Linked DNA regions of Zea mays: region 2 is linked to region 1. A link is a contact called in public Hi-C data. All regions are on one chromosome and are shown on one strand. Each heading gives the region's core, a stretch centred on a gene start, on an enhancer-like site or on the middle of the called end of the contact. The rest is flanking DNA. Distances are from core to core; before and after follow the strand shown. Region 1 holds the start of LOC542672 (barley mlo defense gene homolog 1). Region 2 holds the start of LOC100275291.

Evidence for each region. A called contact is a pair of places that touch in the nucleus more often than the background predicts.
Region 2: a contact with region 1 is called in a Hi-C map of ear, with 2.4 times the contacts expected there. The contact joins the promoter of LOC100275291 here to the promoter of LOC542672 in region 1. A contact is called at or near these places in 5 of 25 Hi-C or Micro-C datasets (ear, leaf and tassel).

What each region holds. Positions count from the first base shown.
Region 1 is chr1:6,265,451-6,268,777 of Zm-B73-REFERENCE-NAM-5.0, forward strand. It overlaps LOC542672 (barley mlo defense gene homolog 1), which reads right to left and starts at 1,484. Exons shown (of 12, transcript NM_001112190.3): 1 at 1,241-1,484; 2 at 1,076-1,133; 3 at 668-930; 4 at 399-515; 5 at 247-307; 6 at 63-148. The coding sequence starts at 1,363.
Region 2 is chr1:6,480,940-6,484,266 of Zm-B73-REFERENCE-NAM-5.0, forward strand. It overlaps LOC100275291, which reads right to left and starts at 1,642. Exons shown (of 6, transcript NM_001149410.1): 1 at 1,266-1,642; 2 at 1,026-1,102; 3 at 839-875. The coding sequence starts at 1,416.

The DNA of each region.
Region 1 (3,327 bases), core at 234-2,733:
GGCGGAGAAACTTAACGATAGGAACAGGCTGCAAAGAGCTGGCGATCCGTCGGAGTACTCACGACCCATCTCACTCCAGGGGTGCTCGAGAGGCCCAGGTGCCGCTTCACGAACGACGTCTGGTGCGTGAACCGGAACCGTGAAGGGTCTGCAACGCAAGAACGAACGACCTCGTCAGCTTCGATCACTCTGCTCATGCATCAAGAGCCAATAGGGAGCTGCGTTCTTCTTCTTAGTATTAGTTACCGTTTGCGTACTGGTATTCCAGGGAGTTGGTCTCCGATTCCCATTTCTTCCATTTCCTCATCTGCACGCGCGCGACAAGATGTGGTGAGTGTTTTCTAACACCGTGCGAGAGTCGTCCATTGAATTCAAGATGCTTGGGCCTGTGTGCTTACTTTGAGACGCCCCAGCGCCATGGTGGCGACGCTGTAGACGATATGGAACACCGCGAGCACGAAGATGAAGATGTGCAGCTGGTGGACGCCGGCCGAGGAGATGAGGGACACCTTGCCCTGCACGCGGGAAACAAACAAAGAAGCAGCGTCACCCACCCATCATCGCCATCGCACCGGGGCACGCGTGGCGCAGCCTAATGGTAAGCTGGCTCCTCCCATGCACGCTGCGTCGCGCAACAATTGGAATGGTGGCCGGGGCGCGGCCTCACTTGGTCACTGCAGTAGTTGTCGTCCGGAGCCGCGCCGGCGAGGAAACGGCGGTGGTGCCCGGGCTCATCGTATCCAGGGTACGGCGGGTACCAGAGGAGTCTCCGGCGGCCGTCGCTCTTGTCGTCGTCGGCGGCGGCGGCGGCGCCTTTCGGCGGCTTGCACGGCAGCATGATGCTGCCAGCCTTGGCCGGGATGCATATCTTGGAGATGGGCGTCTGCCCCACGGCGAGGAGCAGCGAGATGAAGCCCATCAGCATCAACTCTGCACGTACGCACGCACGCAACCAACCAAACCGTTTTGTTATTGTTTAGGAGAGGGAAGCTAATACTGCTAGCTAGCTAGTAGCATTATTGAGCTTGCTTATATAAAGGTCTTTGTTTATGCAACAACTGAATTCTCAGCTCACCTGCTTTGATCTTCTCCAGGGCCTCCCGCATGGCCTTCTTCTGCCGCGTATGGAACCACTGCACGCAACGAAAGGCGACACAGGCAGCAGTCAGACGCAGACACACAAAGAAACCATAAGCTCATCAGCGTATGCGCCATGCATGGCAACGAGCGAGCGACGTACGTGGCCGAGCTTGTGGAGGCCATGCTCCATGGCGACGGAGACGAGCACGATGACGGCGCACACCAGGGCCACCGCCCACGTCGGCGTCGACGGCAGGTCCCGGCCGCCCCCGCCCCCCGCCATGTGCCGTCCTTTGCCCTGGACTGGAGCGAAGCGAAGCGACCAGCAGGCCGCAGAGGAAGCTGTCTGCTCTGCTGGTGCGCTCTCGCTCTCGCAGGCACACACGTAGAGTGTCGTCTCTCGGTGGCGGGCGAGCGAGCGGAACAAACGAGTGCGCGCTGCAGGCCGTTTTATCGGGGCGCGCGGCGCGGCAGTGACGCGCGCGGCCGCGTCAAAGCGCGTGGCCGGCCGGCCACGGCCACGCCAGACAACAGAACGGAGGGGGGCCGGAGGAGTGGCTAGGCTCGGTCGGGCGACGCGAGGCTAGATTGCGGAGTGGTTGGCTGGCCTGGGTGACCACGCGAGCGATGCTACAGGGGCAGGGGGTGCTCGGCCGGCAGCAGGCACCGCGCACGGGCCTTTCTTGTTGCAAACAAAGCCTCGTAGGCAGGCGGACAGCTAGATAGGACATAGGAGGGCAAAAAATAACGAGAAAACGCCAACGTCGACGGGGTAAAAGACGGAGTTCGCCTAACTAATTGACGTGACGCGATGGGCGATGGCGAGTGATCCAGCATCGCGACTGAGCACGTACGTACTTTTGTGCGCGTCAACCATGGTGAGACTAGATCCAGTAGCTGCCCTTTATGTGATCAACAAGAGGAGACTGTGCAACATCTGCTTGTGTCCTGCGTGTTCTCGCCAACTGTGTGGTTTGCTGTCCTAGAGAGGATAGACCTGCAGGATGTTGCTCCTGGCCGTAATGACACCATTTTTTGCTGATTGGTGGCTAGCTTCAGGCTGTGCATCATATACCAAGGTTTTTTTTTGCAAAGGTTTTAACGCCTTAGTAATCTTAGTAGCTTGGTGTGTATGGAAGCTAGTCTGTGTGGTGAGTATTCTCATGGTCTTTTGCCCCGCAATGGCTTGTAAGATTCGTCTCGAGTTCCTTTTCTTTCTTCTTAATATAGTAATGCGTAGTATACTGCGTGTTCGAGAGAGAAAAAAAGTAGCATTGTTTAAATCAGTGTCAGACGCATGTAGAGGTGGTAATGGGCTATAAACTTTACACTGCAAATTTTAAGGATCGAATCGGATTAGGGTCGGGCCATATTTTTATTCATTTTTGAACTAATATTATTTAAGGGCCTTAATTTTTTGTGAAGAGGCATTTGGATCGTGATCCATTACCAGCCCTAGACGCATGACGATAATTCATGGGAGTCCAAGAAGATCGTATGATAAAATTAAGGAAGCATGTAAAAAAACTAGTGTCACATAGAATTCAAGTTATACATCAATACACAATACAATTAAAATAATGAAACTATATGCACTAAAAGGCAATTATTTGTTGACGGAGGCATTTGCATCCTTTTTTATTTTTGAGATATTAAAATCGTCGAATAATGCTCTTATCATCAATGGATTTGAAGATCTCATCATCAACCGTCGAATAATGATCCCTGTTGGAACTTGCTCTCAGCAGCAAGGAGGCCAACAAGGGTGAACAGTGATGACAACAGGGTTACGTGCTCGGGGGCAAGAGCTCTGTTAATCTAGCCTCTCACGGGCACTGTGTGGGGGTATTTATAGGTATCTGAGTGCCCAACGCCTTGTGTTAAGGACGCATGTGCCCTCAGACACCTAGTTTATCCCCAGAATATTCCCATAAAGCAGGGTTACAAGCTGTAATTACAAGTATGCCTTTACAAGTTAGGCCCGTAACACAGAGGCGGCCACGCGGGGCCCGTTACAATGGGCCAGATCACACGTGGGCCTTAGGACTGAACGAGGCCGCGCCGCGGGAAGACGTCGTCGCAGGCCTTCGTCAAAGTGCCGAATGGAGCGAAGGGTGTCCCCGCCCGCTTTGTCTCTGTCAGACCAGCGACTGCGGCGGAGGCCTCGAGCGAAGGGTGGCGTATTTGCCTTCGCCCCAACAATCCCATCATCAATTTGTCTTCTTAATGCTGGATATGTCCTAATCA
Region 2 (3,327 bases), core at 392-2,891, 220 kb after region 1:
GACATAGTCGTAATATAGGGCTCGCCCTGAAATCTGCTATAGCCCGTATTTAAATTCACATCGGAGGAAAAAGCATATCACTAGTCACTTATGACTAGTAAGTACTCACTAGTCACTCCGTTGTTATTATTTACCGTGTTTTAGTTCAAAATTGACTAGCATGCGACTAGTATGTAATTAGACGGTAGACACTGCATGTTGCTGAAGCAAACACACACACAAACAAAAAGGAAAAGAAGATGGCTGTCGAGAATCGTGCCATCCATGCACACACATGCATGCATGAATTGCTGGAAAGATCAGTTTTATTTTTTCTCTCCCAGCATGACCACAATCCCCCCTGGCACAACAATTCCTTTTGAAAAAAAACAACAGCAGCCTAGCTAGTGTACAGGTAGAGTCTTTGTTTCATGACTACACATCCTTTAGTAAATAATCAAGAAGCCCTTTTTTGGCCTTAATCACTTTTGAGTCTGGTTAATTAGACTGTCATTAACATATGCACATTGACTCACTTTATTATAAAAAAATCCTTGATTTGTTTGGGAGGAAGGCTCATCTCGATCGTTAGCTATTTTCAGTGTCTCTCCGGTGTACGTGTACGTACTGGAGGACCCAAGAAGCTACAGTACTCGGCTGCCAATATTAATTACAGCTTATTTGCATCAGGAGCAGCTGTAATATCTCTCTGCTAGCACTGTACAATGGCTGTTTTTTTTTTGAGCTGCAAAAAAGCTGCAGCGAATAGCCTGACGCTTTCTTTTCAGTTTTCCCTAACGTTTCTGGGAACATAGAAGAGCTAGCTGTGCCTGAGCTACTTAATTAGGGTAGTATGTACCTTGCATTCCAAGATCATTTCTCATGTTCCTGTACATCTGTTCGACACATTCAGAAGAATAAAACTATATTCAGTCAGTAGTGCGCACTCTCATAAAAAAAGGAATATATATACTCCATACTAGTTAGCTATTGTAGATAGGTGAAGGAAAAATGAAGAACAGAATCCAAAGACCAAGAGAGAGGACCTGCAGATGGCTTTTGACATGAGATATGGTGAGTCCTCCCACACCCATCAGCTGCAGGACTCGCTTCGGCGTAGCCTCTGCGACCACGTACAGCATGCAGGTTCAGAGGAGAAACGCGCCCAATATAATCCGGCGCCAAACCAGAGGAAGACGAGAGGAATGAAAAGAGAGCAATGCAAGAGAAGATAATCAAGCAGCTAGCAGCAGGAGGCATGCACGCAAGGAAGGAAGCACACATACTGTCCTGGCCTCCGAGCTTGTGGATGGCGTGGACGAAGCAGTGGTGCAGATCGGGCGTCCACCGCAGGCGAGGCACCTTGGACCTGTTGTACTGCCTCACTCCCCCGCTCCTCTCCCTGGCGCCGACCATCGTCGTTCTCACCATGGTCATCTCCCGGCCTCAGCCTCAAGCTACATACAACACGAAGAACGACCTGCCAGCAGCCGGCAGCCGGTTGCCAGTAGCTTATATATTTGGTTGGATGCCCAGCCACTTCACATGCACGTTTATGCACATGAGTAGTGACCATCCATCAGCCAGGCTAGCTAGCAAGCTCATAGTATACTCCTAGCTAGCAGTGCTGCAGTGCAACACTTTTGCCGCTGGAGAGAGAGAGAGAGAGAGAGGAGGGGACAGCGTAGAGAGAGAACGAATGAGAATGGGCGAGCTAGCAGTGAGAAGTGTTAAATTTTGCTGTGTACTCCGTCTCCTCCTAGGCCAGAGAGAGAGAGAGAGAGTGTGTGTGTGCAGTGCAGCACTGCAGCGGCGAGCAATGCAAGAGACAAAAGGTTGGAGACAAATGGGGTGTTTCAGATGCGGTCAGAGCATATGCCTGGCGTAGGAGGGGATAATTATGAGATTGGGGCACAGCTGTTGACCCGAGCGGAGATGAAGACAGCCAGCAGCAGGGCATGCCGAGCTTCCCGCCAGGACTGCCTCTGACATGCACCTGACTTGTCCTCCTCCCCCATCCCCACCCCCATCCTCTCCTCCTCTGGCCTCACCTTGCCACTACTGCTGCATGCGTTGCTATGCTACCTGTAGACAGACACCAACAACTTGAATTCATTCATCCATCCATCCATCCATCCACCTCAGTGCACTGTTCTTGCTTGCTTCTCCAACCAAGCTCGCGCTCTTAGCATTATCGCTAACCGTTCAGCTCCAGCAACTGAAAGTGATAAAACCATGCACGATGACACCTGACTGCATGCAACATGCATGCATGCAGGCGAACGCCTTGCTAATGAAGGGAAATCTGAGAGACGAGCTAGACCTAGCTTTAATTACAGGAGTGGAGTGGAGTATATGTCAACAGGAAACAAAGCATGTGTCCAATCAGAACAGCCAAGAAAGGGCTCAATCTTGTCATGGACACCGGCCAGCCGTCTCATGCATCATGCATGCATTGCTCATGTGTACGACAGTACGAGATACCTGTGGAAGTGAATTGAATTGCGTGTGCGTTTCTATAATACCAGTGCCTGCATGGCTTGCTACTTCGCTAGCTATACCTGTGGAAATTCCTACTGCGCGCAGGGAGCTAGCTATAGCCAGTACTAAGCTCCCTGCATATATGCTCTCACCGAAGAGTAATAAAATGGATCACTGGTTGATGGCGCCTGTGATTAGTTCGTGGCTTCAAGGATTTGGCCTTTGAATTTAGATGAAAAGCAGGGGGGGAGGATCAGCCTCTATCATGCAAATAAAAGCTGGTCGCAGATTTCTCCTTTTGCCTCGGGAGCACCAAAAGGCTATGAGCCATGCATAATTAAAGATGTTTTCTTGGGGCAAAATTGTCACACGATGGATGATAGTAGCTGCTAGCTAGCACTGCTATGAACTATCAACAGCAGCATGATGATGACGATGATGACAACGATTAGGGGAGGGAGCTATATATACATACTAGCAGTAAGTAACTAGTACCTTAACCGCGGATGATTGCACTGCAGAGTGCAGGCACACATGTATACGTACAGCGACGACTGGACTGAATGATCTCTCTTTCAGATGGCTCTCTCGATCTCTGACCGAATCCAGGATTCCAGGGTACTTAAAGCTTAGCCAACATGTGTAAATTAATTAACCCCCCAAGATCAGAAGGCATGCAGATCATTATATATGCATGCATGCATGCAGTGCAGATCCAAGGAGAAGGGTCCGATCCGTGGAACCCGTAAGTTCCAGAGGGAATTTATTTTTTCTGATCACGTCGTGGCAGGACGCATCATTGACAAGTAGAATATGCTCCCACCCCTCTCCCTAAAAATATTGCCAGACTCAAGTCGGAGCCTTTTA